Regions from separate parts of the Sus scrofa genome. Here region 2 is linked to region 1. A link is a contact called in public Hi-C data. All regions are on one chromosome and are shown on one strand. The core of a region is the stretch at or near the end of the contact, and the rest is flanking DNA. Distances in the headings are between cores, read along the strand shown. Region 1 holds the start of TTL (tubulin tyrosine ligase). Region 2 holds the start of TMEM87B (transmembrane protein 87B).

Region 1 (6,805 bases), core at 1,678-4,177:
TCTCTGGGCTTCTTCCCTTGTCCTTTCTTTCCTTCCACTTACTCTGAGTTTGATTTGATATTCTTTTCTAGTTTCATGAGATGAAAGCTTAGATCACTGATTTTCAGTTTTTCTTCTTTTTATAACATATATACTATAGACTGTAAATTTCCACTTAAGCACAGCTTTAACTGTGTTCTACCAGTTTTGACACACCATAACTTTGTTACCATTCAGTTAAAAAGTTTTTTCATGCTATTGTGATTTCTTCATTGACTCATGGGCTATTTGGAAGGGTTTTACTAACTTCCAAGCAGCTTGATTCCACTGCAGACAGAGAAAGTGCTCAGAATTATTTCAGTCCTTTGAAATGTGTTGAGGATTGCTTAATGACCCAGCATAAATTCTGGTAAATTTCTTTCAACTTTTTGTGGCACTATTGTTATTGATTTTGTATCCTGTCTCTAGGAGAAGAAGAGGCATGTCCAAATCTTAAGAAATACCCATCACTTCATTTACATCATGTGGCAAGAACATATTCATAATCCGCATACAGGCCTGATGCAAAGTAGGATAGGAAGCTGAATTCTTAGACAAGTTTTCCCCTCTGTAATATAGCAATAAAGCTGCATGCTGTCCCACAGTCTTCCAGGAGAGAGAGGCTCTCTCCATAGCTCAGGTAGAAAAATCCCAGAGAGAATCAGTTCAGCAAATTTGGATCACTAGCCTGTGTTTTACCATCACAATGGCAAAAGGGTGGAAATGGACCAAGCCTGAGTACTCATTTTCCTGTGCCCATATGGATAGTGTAGAGTTCCTGTTGTGGCTCAGCAGTAACGAACCCGACTAGTATCCATGAGGATTCGGGTTTGATCCCTGACGCCGCTCAGTGGGTTAAGGTCACAGATGAGGCTTGGATCTGGTGTTGCTGTGGCTGTGGCATAGGCCAGTAGGTACAGCTCTGATTCAACTCCTAGCTTTAGAACCTCCATATGCTGCTCGGTGTGGCCCTAAAAAGCAAAACAAAACAACAATGGACAGTGTCAATGCCACCAGAATCACACAAAACAGGTTTCCAGGGGAAAGATGAGTTTTATTATTAAGAAAAGGGGATAAGGGGTGCTGCTGGACAAAACAATACCAAAAATGATGTTCACTACAAAATATGGGTGGGGATAAAAAAGGAGAAAAGTATCTACTGTATTTGCAAATACAGAGGTTACAGGAGTTCCTAATGAAATTCACAGCAGAGAGAGTAGCGGGCCTGTAGGGGAGAGTGGGTGGTGCAGGAGGGTGAAAGGACCCAGGCATGCTGAAAGTAGGTATCACTTTCAAGATGACTGGCTGTGAAGAGAAGCAGCCACAACGTTTTGGCCTGAGTTCTCTAAAAAGGTAGTCCTGGTATAACGATTTGAGGTTTACTGCGAAAGTGACCCCAAGACAGGTGGGATAGAAAACCGGAAAAGGAGGGAACCTAACAAGAGAAGATGCAGAAAGGAGTAAGTTGCAGCTGCGGACAATCAGAACTCTTCTGCAGCGACCTTGAAATAGAGCGTAGGATATATGCCTCCCGGCAGATTCATTCTCTGGAGGTTAGGAAGCCGGGCACTAGATACCCGCATTCCTCAGGGATGTCGGATTGCTGGGACGGGTGTGAAGGAACGTCATCATTACAGCACTCCTGGGTCTTGCCCCATTTCTCCTCTAAGCGAGCTTCCCATGGCCAGTGGAGCCTATGGGCAAAATGGAAGAAAGGAGGGCAATTTTACAATATAAGTAGATACCATGAGCACAGGGAGAGCAGGACAGGAAAGGTCGCAGGATATTCTTTCTCTAAAGAGTAAGACATCGGAAGCACATGGGTGATGTAGCTAATTTTTGAGGAAGTGTAGGAAGTTTGCGGGAAATCTGGTAGAGTCCTCTCTCTATTCCTCAAAATGCACCAAAAATGTTTCCTAAAAGGAAGTCAGGTAGGATCAGAACCAAGGGACTTTAAAGAACCTCCTTCCGGAGTTCCCGTCATGGCGCAGTGGTTAACGAATCCGACTAGGAACCATGAGGTTGAGGGTTCGATCCCTGGCCTTGCTCAGTGGGTTAAGGATCCGGAGTTGCCGTGAGCTGTGGTGTAGGTCGCAGACGCGGCTCGGATCCTGCGTTGCTGTGACTCTGGTGTAGGCCAGTGGCTACAGCTCCGATTAGACCCCTAGCCTGGGAACCTCCATATGCCACAGAAGCGGCCCTAGAAATGGCAAACAACAACAACAAAAAAGAACCACCTTCCGCCAACTCAGAAGGGGAAATCGGTCCGGAGGACGAAAAGCGAGTGGCCCAGCGCCGGTAAACGGCAGGGCGGAGTCCAGGGATCCTAGGGTCTGTGTGTGATCGGCGAATCTGAAGTCACCCCCTGGCTATGCACCATCCAGGAGGTCTCAGCAGGCTACGGAAGCATTCGACCCAAACGAAACCAACAGCCGCTTCTACGCCTCGGGTTCTCTGCGGTCCTTAAGCAGGAAAGTAAAAGAAGCCCATTTTGGACAAAGAATGGGGACTTACAACTTTCTGTTTTCATCCAGAAAACGTCCCTTTGAAAGAGTAGGTTGAAAACTACCAGAACAAGCCCTAAAAAGGGATCTTCCTCTGGCACCGCCCCCTTGGCCGTGACCCCGGGCTCGGGAGGACCGCCCCAGCTTCCGGTCCCACTCAGGGGCCTGTTCGGGAAGCTGAGGCTAAAGCCGCGCCCCCTCCTCCAGCCCCCGCACCATCTGCAGCTGGCAGCCCGCTCAGAGAGGGAGCCTGGCGCGCCCCCCGCGCACAGGCCCCCTCCCATCCGCCCGCCCTGGAGCCGGCCGCGCGGAATCACGGGGCGGAGGCGGAGCCGCGCCGACAGTGGGCGCGGCGTCGGGGCTGCGCTCGCTGCTCTGGCAGACGCGCGGGCGCCCGGGCGCCCGCGGCCGGCTACCCTAGAAGCGTGAGGGGCGGGCGCCCAGGCCGCTGGCGGGGGCGCGGCTGGAGCGTGTGGGGCGGGGCCGGCGGGGCCGACGGGTCGGGAGCGCGGCAGTCGCCCCGGCTGGTCCCACGCTGAGCAGCCGCTTGGCCGGCTGTTTCCTGCAGCGGCTGCAGGGGTGGCCCCGGCGCGCGGCCCTTCACCATGTACACCTTCGTGGTGCGCGACGAGAACAGCAGCGTTTACGCCGAGGTCTCCCGGCTGCTGCTCGCCACCGGCCACTGGAAGAGGCTACGGCGGGACAATCCCAGGTTCAACCTGATGCTGGGAGAAAGGAACCGGCTGCCCTTCGGGAGACTGGGTGAGCTTCCCCGTTTCGCGCCCTCCCGCTCCTCCCGGTAGAACGGGCGCTTTTGTTTTAAGGTCAGAAACCTTCCCTCCGTCGTTTCTCGGGCAGATAGATAAAAAATGCATCCCTTAAAGGACTAAGCCCATCGTTTTTCGTGCCTTCTCATCTCCTAAATCGGATTCGGGGCGGGAATGTAGGTGCGGGCTCCTGGAGCCGCGGCTGCCTCTTTACCATGACCCGTCCCTGCAGCCGGGGGCGGGGAGCCCAGGCCTCGCGTCTCCCGGATTCCCCAGGCCCGACGTCCCCAAATCCGGCAGGTCCGCTGGACAGATCGCCGGGCGGGGCGCGGCTACGCGGAGCCCGCTGCTGAAATCTCGCCGGAGTCCTCTTGCACATTTTCTTCACTAAGGATCCTGCCCTGCCTATGTTGGCGCGGGAGGGGAGCTTGTGTGTGTTGAAAACCCTGAGGATTCAGCTACCCAGAGGCTCAGTTAAACTGTCAAAGGATTTGGAAGAGACCTGGATTCTGAAAGCCTGAGCTTCAGCAGTGAGCCCAGCCCAGGGAAGGGCGGAAGGGTGTCTTCTCTTAGCTTCACCAAAGAACACATTCTCACGATCGTGGGTTGAATGCAGATGGTAGGTGACGCTGGATTCTCAGCCCTACTCTCTCTGCGGGAGTTACCTTCATTCACGTGGTTGAAGCTGGCACCACCGCGTCTACATCTTCCTCTGGAGGAAGGTGCTGGGGAAGCAGAGGACCGGCGGCTCCTTTTTAGATGATGTAAACCAGAAGTTGTGCACAGCACTTCAGACTCACATCCCATTGACCTGAACGTAGTCTCACGGCCTCTGACTGCACAGTCATGGGGGAATTGCAGCCTCACTAGGGGTAGCCATGTTCCCTGCCAGAAATTCCCCTGGGGTGGGGACCTGATCATATTGCCAGAGACAAATCCGTCAAGAGGAAAAGTCATCCCTGCCTTGGAGGGCTTCTCAGAGAGCCGTGTTCTATGTCCGGAGAGGGTACGGTTTTTAGAAAATAGGTGTGGTCAGAGGGTGGAGAGGTTGAATAGGGAAAGACTGAAAATAGACCATTTGGAATTGACTAGCCCTTGATGGGCTTATGGGGGGGGGACTGTAATGATTTGAGGGATGAAGGGTATTTCTACTTAGGCTTGCTGAAACTTTTTCTTTGGGAAAGGACCACCGACAACTTTCTATTGTTGTACAAGTGTGCCATGTATGATGAGGACTCCATGGAAGGGCTGATTCCAACCCCTAGAAGTCTTGGAATACAGAGAATGTGCCTGGAAGTTCCCTTTTGCGAAACTGTCTCCCCAGGAAGCCCTCAGCAAAAGAAGAAACCCTGAGTATAGTCGAGAATGTTTATTTCTGACTTGTTCTGTATGCTTCCCTGCCTGACTGACTTTCCTCCTTGAACTGAGCAGTGCCCGGCGGTCAGAGCTTAGGTGGAATCCTAAAATTAAAAGCTGACGAAAAATGGCTCTGTGGGGGCTGCAGCAGGGGTGGTTGGCACTGCTGCGAGGTTCCAGGTGAGGGAGAAAGAGACCAAACCTAGAGGGTCCAAATCCTAAACAGTGACCGTGAAGTCAGCAGATGATCAGTAAACATTTATTTGTTTTTTGGCTGCACCTGTAGCATGCAGAAGTTCCCAGGCTGGGGGTAGAATCTGAGCCGCAACTGTGACCTGTGCCACAGCGGTGGCAACACCAGATTCTTAACCCATTGCACCATAGTAGGAGCTTCAGTAAACTTTTTTTTTTTTTTTTTTTCTCTTTAGGGCCACACCTGCAGCACATGGAAGGTCACAGGCTAGGGGTTGAATTGGAGCTGCAGTTGCTGGCCAATGACACAGCCACAGCATTTTGGGACCTGAGCCACATCTTTGAACTGCACCACAACTTGCAGCAATGCCAGATCCTTAACCCACTGAGCAAGGCCAGAAATTGAACCTGCATCTTCATGGATACTAGTTGGATTCTTAACCTGCTGAACCACAGTGAGAACTCCAACATTTAATTTTTATGGGAAAGAAAATGGCATCCCACAACCAGATGGTTATTGGCCTTCCCTGTTAGAAATATTTACGTTTTGCTTGAAGTACACTGTGTGAAACCCAAAGAGATGGCCCAGCCTGTAAAGGTTCAGGAATGCCAGTGCCATGGGGATAAGAAGGTAGGCAGTTCAAGTATGAACCAGCCATCAGTCCCAGAGAGACCAAGAGAGCTAGTCAGTGCCTGAAACTTTTTACTTAATTGTATGCTGTTCTCAGATGAATTATTCTTACCTCTGGCATCTTCAGTTTAAACTCCCTTTGTTTGGTTCTACTTTTATTTGTGCTGCTGAAAACTCTATGCATTTTCTTATGATGTTAAACAAAAATGGAGACTTTTGGAGTTCCTTGGTGGCTCAGCAGGTTAACGGTCCAGAGTTGTCACTGCTGTGGCTTTGGTTACTGATGTGGCAAGAGTTCAATCCCTGGCTTGGAAACCTCTACATGCTACAGTGTGACCGAAAAAAAAAAAAAAAAAAAAAATTTGAGGAGTTCCTGTCGTGGCGCAGTGGCTAACGAATCCCACGAGGAACTGTGAGGTTGCGGGTTTGATCCCTGGCCTCGCTCAGTGGGTTAAGGATCCGGTGTTGCCATGGTGTGGTGTAGGTCTCAGACGTGGCTCGGATCCCACGTTGCTGTGGCTCTGGCATAGGCCAGCGGCTACAGCTCCAATTAGACTCCTAGCCTGGGATCCTCCATATGCTGTGGGAGCAGCCCTAGAAAAGACAAAACAAAAAAACAAACAAACAAACAAACAAAAAACTTTGATGCTTTTGTAGAGATTATCATATTGAGTGAAGTAAGTGTGGCAGAGAAAGACAAATATTATATGCTGTCACTTATGATTGTATGGTTCCACTTATGTAGAATCCAAACAATAGTACAAATGAATTCATTAACAAAACAGAAACAGACTCACAGACATAGAAAACAAACTTATGGCTAGCAAAGGGGAAGAGGATGGAGAGGGATAAATTAGGTATGTGGAACTAACAGTACACACTGCTATATATAACATAGATAAACAACAAGGATTTACTATAGAGCACAGGGAATTATATGCAGTATCTTGAAATAACCTATAATGGAAAAGAATCTGAAATAGGTATAGATATATCTTAATCACTTTGGTGTACATCTGAAACTAACACAATATTGATAACCAACTCTAATTTTTAAAATTGAGGCTTTTCTTATTTATACCGTCTACTCCAATTTTATGAGGAGGGGGAATGCAGTATGATCTACTGAAAAGAGTTTCCCTTGGAGTTCCCATTGTGGCTCAGTGGCTAAGAACCTGAAATAGTGTCTGTGAGGGTGTGGGTTCGATCCCTGGCCTCATTCAGTGGGTTAAAGGATCCAGCATTGCCATGATCTGCCAAGTAGATCACAGATGCGGCTCAGATCCGGCATTGCTGTGGCTGTGGTGTAAGGCCTCAACTAAAGCTCCCGTTCGAGA
Region 2 (7,137 bases), core at 756-3,255, 310 kb before region 1:
AGCTGTGGTGTAGGTTGCAGACATTGCTTGGATCTGATGTTGCTATGGCTGTGATAGCTGTAGCTCCAACTGTACCCTTAGCCTGGGAACCTCCATATGCATCCGGCTCAACCCTAAAAAGCAAAAAAAAAAAAAAAACAAAAACAAAAAACACTGTTGCCCCTCTGATGTTCTTAGACTAAAGCGCTATCTTCCTATCCAGGCTTAGGAGGAGCTGGATATTTCTGCACTGTTTAAATTTCTCACTCTTGCCAAGGTCCATCTGATACCAATACCTAGTCATTTGGTAGGTCTTTTTGTTCCTCCAAGCCTTAACACAGGCTTTCCTCTCTTTCCTAAAACACCTTCAAATCTACCCCTGGCTCCCACAACTAACTCACCGTTAACTCTTCCTAGGACTTAAATGATCTCATGTCCTCTCCTTCCACCAGCCTTACCTTCTAAATCTCTGGTGGATGCTCTTGTGTGATCTCTCCACACTTGTTATTCGTACCCATATAGACTGAGCACACTGTCTGTCTCCTGGGAAAGGCATGGATGGAATGCACCTGCAGTCTTTGTACCTATTAGGTTCTCAATAATTACTGGCTGAAAAACTGGCCAGGTCCTCTTAACTATAAATAGATCCTATCTTACATTAATGACACGGTTAAATTGTTAGGGAACCACTGACTGGAACAACCCACTATGGCCAGACACGGTAATAGACTCTTGCAGGAGTTGTTTCACAATAGGAGGGTTTGATAAGGAATGTGGTTCTGCCCTGAAGTCTAACAGGGCAGAATTTGGGAGGGAGGAGACAACCAGCCTCCCAGGATCCTTGGCGCTGGAATCCATCTTGGCTGAGAGGTGCCAGTCACCAAGGACCCTGAGCTTGGTGACCAAATATGGGACAAGCAAGATGATTGGCCAGAGACAACCCAGTATCCCTTCCCAATAAAGTCTTATAAAGTCTTTTTTTTTTTTTTTTTTTCTTTTTAGAACCGCACCTGCAGCATTTGGAGGTTCTCAGGTGAGGGATTGAAATGGAGCTGTAGCTGCCAGGCTATGCCACAGCCACAGCAACTCAGGATCCGAATTGCATCTGCGACCTACACCACAGCTCACCGCAACGGATTCTTAACCCAGTGATCGTGGCCAGGGATCCAACTCACATGCGCATGGATTCTAGTCGGATACGTTTTCACTGAGCCACAAAGGGAACTCCCCAATAAAGTCTTTTGCTTTGTCAGCTTATGCGTCTCCTCGGACAATTTATTTCCCAGTGTCGGACAAGAGGCAATACTCAGGCTCTTGGAAGGTATCCAGCTTCCTGCAACAAAATCAGGATTTTATTCTCCCTCTGGACATTATTTACATTTAAAAATAAACTACCATAGTTCTCTTTGGCAAGAGATTTATTTAGCTTTCACAGTCAAAAATGCCTGAAGTACACAATTAGACCCAAGCTCTGCCCCTCAGAGATTTAAGCAATCGGGGAACTTTATTTGTTCTGAAAATTATTAACTGTCCTACAGACATGGCATTACACACACAATACAATGCCTTGGGTTCAACTGACCCTACCTCAAAGCACTTTCCCGGCACTTACGGTGAATTTAGAGGACAGTTTGTTTCCCTCGTGCTGAGGTGACTGTAGTACTGGCAAACGGAGAGAATTCAAGAAAATGAAATAAAGCAAAACCTTAGCTAGCAACTCCTCCCTACGCATCCGTCCACAACCCCACGGAGCCTGAGATCTGAGCCTCCCGCCTGGGGCGGAAGCAGAAACCAGCTAGGGCAGGATTCTGAGCCCCGCCTCCCCAAGCCCCGCCCCCCGACCCGGCCCTGAGACCCACCCCTTGCCCCCATACCCACCCCCTCCTCCGTAGCCGCCAGATTCAGAGCCCCGCCTCCTCCCCGGCCCCGCCCCCCATATTGGCCCCGCCCTCACGCTCCGACCCTCCTCCCCCGCCCGCACCCGTTCTTTCCACGCTCTGGCCCCGCCTCCAGCTCCACGCAGTGGCCGGCCTCGAGCCCCGCCTCCATGTCCCAGCCACACTTCCCGGACCCGAGCCCGCCTCCCAGGGGCGGAGCTGCACCTGGTGCGGGCCCCGGGCTTGGCGGGCGTCACGGAGCGCCAGGTGCGGATTCCGCGTCAAGATGGCTTCTGCCGCACGAGCTGGGTTCTGGTTCCTTCCCACCGGGGGTCCGGTGCTGCGCGTCGCCCTCTGCCTTCTGTGCTGGGGTCCGGCGGCTGTGGGCGCTGTGCCCGAGCTTGGACTCTGGGCAGCGACGGTCAATGACGTAAGTGGAGCGTCGGCACCAAGGAGACGCACCTCTCCGGTCCTCAGGGTGTTCCCGGGGCTCGCCGGGGACCCAGCTTATTCCTCTGACCGGGCCTGCTCCGGGTGCCCTAATACGCTCTCTGGGCCTTTTGTCTCCCCTGGCCCGACCTAGGGAGAAAACCAGTCAAGCTTGTGTGCAGGGAACGGCTCTCCCTTCGGAGCCCTGTTCCTGTTCCTGAGGATCACCTTTCTCGACGGCCTGGTCCCTCGCTCCGCCCGGACACGCCCTGGCTAGATCGGGTCCTCGTTTATTCAGACCTGAGCCCAGAACCCCTCGGCACTCCCAGGGGCATCTTTGGATTTGACCCTTCTTCGTGCCCGGGTGCAGCCACAGGGCCACACCCGTGAGGCCTCAGGGAGGACTTGCCCGGCTTCAGTTTCCGCGTACATTTAGAAAGAGCATGTGCCGCTTTCTTTCTTACTCTTTTTTTTCCCCCCTTAAATGACAGTGGAACATGCAGTAGTCACCCCACCCCTCTTTCCCTATTTTGGGGCTCCTGGATTTCTCTCGGCCTCCTATCACAGCTCCGAGAGTATATGTGTGTGGGGAGTTGGGGCGGAATGTGTAATTAAAGGATATTTGCGAGCTAGTCTGGAGGCATGAATGCGTGGAAACTCTTCCTTTCCAGGGCAGGCCATTTGAGAACTTGGCATCAAGTAGTTACATGAGGTGATGTGGGAAGAATGCAGGGGTAGAATTTTGGAAAGATTTGCTAAAGAAGAGACAGGAAGTTGAAGAGGCTTTATGTCCTGCTCTTTTAGAGTAAGATGATTCGTCCAGTTGTTTGAGATGAGTATTTTTCCCATGTATAGAAACGTCCGAATTCTAAAGGCAAAACTTATATTTCGATTTCCTCAGCCAGAAAAAGAAAGTAGCACGAGAGGCTACAAATTCTTCCTACAACACAAACCTACCTGGGAGAGTAGATGTCCTTCTGTTTTTGTTTTTGTTTTTTTTGTCTTTTTGCCATTTCTTGGGCCGCTCCCGCGGCATGCGGAGTTTCCCAGGGTAGGGGTCGAATTCGAGCTGTAGCCTCTGGCCTACACCAGAGCCACAGCAACGTGGGATCCGAGCCGCATCTGTGACCCACACCACAGCTCACTGCAACGCCGGATCCTTAACCCACTGAGCAAGGCCAGGGATCGAACCCACAACCTCATGGTTCCTAGTCGGATTCGTCATCCACTGCGTCAGGACGGAAACTGAATTTTTAAGACCCAGTGCTACCATTTCTTCTAGGATTCTTCTGGGTTGCTGCCCTATTTTGTGTGCTGGTGATAGAACCTGCATATCTACATTATTGAATTTCTCTGAACAGTAATTTCATGCAGTTTCTTTGAATTTCATGCCGCTTCTGTAGTGTATGGTCAGTAGCATAAACTAAGTCTGAATATATTGGAAGTGAATCAGCTGTGAACAGACTGCTTGACCGTATCTATAAAAGTCTTTACCCAGTATACTTGGATGGTGAGATTCCAGAGGCCATGAGGAGAGAATGCCATTGCTTCCTCTATAAGGAAGATAAATTTTTCTTTGGGTCCCACATAATCTTTAGTCCTATGTGCCAGTAGCAGCCCATAAAGCTCTTTTTTGCCAAGAGTAGATGGATTTTTTTTTCCTATTTCAAGTTATCAATACTTGTTCTTCAGAACAGGAAAGTAGAGTTTTATTTGTACTACAAATCTATCAAGAAATGGTTCCTTTTTAAAATTTTTTAAAAATTAAAGTATAGTTGGTTTATAGTGTTGTGCCACTTTCTACTGTACAGCAAAGTGACTCAGTTATATGTATATATATACACATTCTTTTATAATATTCTTTTTCATCATGGTCTATCCCAGGAGATTGCATATAGTTCTCTGTGCATCAGGACCTCATTGCTTATCCATTGCAAATGTAATAAATAGTTTGCATCTACTAACCCCAAACTCCCAGTGCATCCTCCTTGGCAACCACAAGTCTGTACTCTTATGTCTGCGTGTTAGTTTCTGTTTAGTAGTTAGGTTCCTTTGTGCCATATTTTAGATTTCACATATAAGCGATGTCATATGGGGGAGTTCCCACTGCGGTGCAGTGGAAACAATCTGACTAGGAACCATGAGGATGCAGGTTTGATCCCTGGCCTCGCTCAGTGGGTTAAGGATCCAGTGTTGCCGTGAGCTGTGGTGTAGGTCACAGAAGTGGCCCGGATCCTGCGTTGCTGTGGCTGTGGTGTAGGCTGGCAGCTGCAGCTCCAATTAGACCCCTAGCCTGGGAACCGCCATATGCTGCAGATATGGCCCTAAAAAGCAATAAATAAATAAATAAATAAGTGATGTCATATGGTATGTCTTTCCCTTTCTGTCTTCACTTGTTATGATAATCTCTAGTTGCATCTATGTTGCTGCAAATGACATTGAGAAATGGTTCCTTTGGTTGTAAAGGTCAATAGCGCCTACTCTGTGCCAGGCACTGCACTGGCCATTGCTGTTGCAAGGATGAATATTAGACACAGTCTTCTCTTTCAAGAAGCTCACATAGTAGTAGAGACAGCAATTTCATAAGTAGTAATGACATGCATGGTGGCATTCTTTGGTTATTACTAGAGCACTGAGGGCATCATCTAACCCCACTTTCTGGAGTTGGTGTCTGGCTGGTTCTGTAAAGATGAGTAGACGTTACCTTGGTGAAGAAGGAGAAGGTAGAACAACTTCTGGGTTTCTGCTGATGGAGTGAGTGTTAGCACAGACTTGGGCCACCATAAGCCTTCCACGTCTGATCTTGACCTTGAGCCTGAGGCTGAGAGTCTCAAACTTAAGGACCTCTGGGGGTTGAGATACCAGTTACTGCAGAAGCATAGGCAGGAAATGTTGAGGGACTCACTTAGGGCAGTGGTGGCAGGAATGGAGAGAAAGAGCTAAATCTGGGAAGTGTCTGTGATATAAAGTGGGAATGCTGTGGAGATTGGGTGATGGAGGTGAGGCACCAGTAGGAGCCTGGCTTGGGTGACTGAGGATGGATCATCTACAGCCAAGGTGGACAGCGCAGGATGAGCTGGTGAAGAGCAGAGGGGGGTCTGGTTTAGGGCAGGTGGGCGTGGAATGTCATCCCAGTGTGTTGAACATCCTGGTGGACCTGACCTTGGTAGTTGAGTATGTGCACATAAGCAGCTCAGAGGAGGGATCTGGGCTGGGGATTTTATTGTTGAAACTGTTGAGGAGCTGATAAAATGTCAAGAAAGAGCTGCTTGTCCTGTCAGTGTTTTTCTTTAATCCTGAACCACCTGTTCATTTAACATAATATCTTCTCACAGGATTTTTATTCTTGGTGAGGGCAGACATTAGATAACTAACTAGTACATGATGTCGTTTTGCTTGGGGTAAAGATTGTGAAGAATGGGTCCTACAGACCATGTAAGAGAGGGCCTGGCCTGGTGTAGGCCCTGTGGAAGACGCCCTAAGGAAGGGGCTTTTGAACTGGGCTTTCAAGGTAAGGGGGAATTAACTAGATGAAGAAAGAGTGACGGGGACGGGTTTTTAAGTTTTCAAGTTGACCACCAAGGTCTTGAGTACAGGAAGGAGTATTGTGTTTTTGAGGAACTGGTGGAAAGGTTCTAGAGAGGTGGGCAGACCTTGGCCATCCAGGGCTTTGGGGGCCACGGTGAGAACTAGTCTATTGTGAGGACACCGAGGGGACTGGTGGTTTTATTCGAAGAGCATTTATGTTGATACCGAGAACAGCTGCAGATGTACAGACTCTCTGTCTGAGCAGCAGTAATGGTGCAGTAGCAGCAGCCCTTACCTCCTGTGTGTTGCTGGCCCCAGGCTGTGATGCTAGACCCAGGAGCCTTCTGGAGCCTGACATCCACTGCAGGGAGTGGGTTCCATGGGACAGGGTTCTAAGCCAGAGAATGAAGTGATCAGGTTTATGTTTTTGAAAAATAATCACTCTGGTCATAGGGAGAAGTGAAAGGATTAGAACTGTATATTTTTCCAGCATAAAACCATGCTCTTGGAGTTCCCGTCATGGCTCAGTGGTTAACAAATCTGACTAGGAACCATGAGGTTGCGGGTTCAATCCCTGGCCTCGCTCAGTGGGTTAAGGATCTGGTGTTGCCATGAGCTGTGGTGTAGGTTGCAGACTTGGCTCAGATCTGGCGTTGCTGTGGCTGTGGTATAGGCTGGTGGCTACAGCTCCGATTAGACCCCTAGCCTGGAAACCTCCAGATGCCACAGGTGCAGCCCTAGAAAAGACCAAAAAAAAACCCCCCCAAAAAAAAGCACCATGCTCTTAAACAGTAGAGGGAAAATTTTTAACAAGCTCTTTCTATATTTCTTTGTTTTTCATTTTAGAAATCAGGACCTTTGATATTCAGGAAAACTATGTTTAACTCTACTGAGATCAAGTTTTCTGGTAAGTATAATAATATAATACTAAAATAAATTATGAGCAAGTAGCATGTACTATCATGTTATCAACTAATATATTAATATAACTGACATAACACATTATGATATATATTTTGAACAAGGCAAATGTTTTTAAGTGATTTTAACATTTTAAGGTTTCTTTTATTCCAGGCAGGCCTTAGTTATTTTCATGAATAGATTCTTCTGATCCTGTCTCAGAAAATGTAAAAAAATTGTTCTTTTTTTTTTTTTTTTGTCTTTTTAGAGCCATACTTGCGGCATGAGGAGGTTCCCAGGCTAGGGGTCTATTCAGAGCTGTAGGTGCCAGCCTATGCCGCAGCCACAGCAATGCCAGATCTGAGCCACATTTGCAACCTACACCACAGCTCACAACAACGCTAGATCCTTAACCCACTGAGCG

The links. Hi-C and Micro-C count contacts between places; a contact is called where the count stands out from the background.
Region 2: a contact with region 1 is called in a Hi-C map of liver, with 2.7 times the contacts expected there. The contact joins the promoter of TMEM87B here to the promoter of TTL in region 1. A contact is called at or near these places in 4 of 47 Hi-C or Micro-C datasets (heart right ventricle, liver and skeletal muscle) and 1 of 2 datasets of contacts at active chromatin or transcription factors (alveolar macrophages).

Annotation. Positions count from the first base shown.
Region 1 is chr3:44,018,733-44,025,537 of Sscrofa11.1, reverse strand. It overlaps TTL (tubulin tyrosine ligase), which reads left to right and starts at 2,927. Exons shown (of 7, transcript NM_001004041.1): 1 at 2,927-3,284. The coding sequence starts at 3,128.
Region 2 is chr3:44,322,638-44,329,774 of Sscrofa11.1, reverse strand. TMEM87B (transmembrane protein 87B) reads left to right here and starts at 2,005. Exons shown (of 20, transcript XM_021087028.1): 1 at 2,005-2,286; 2 at 6,660-6,720. The coding sequence starts at 2,143.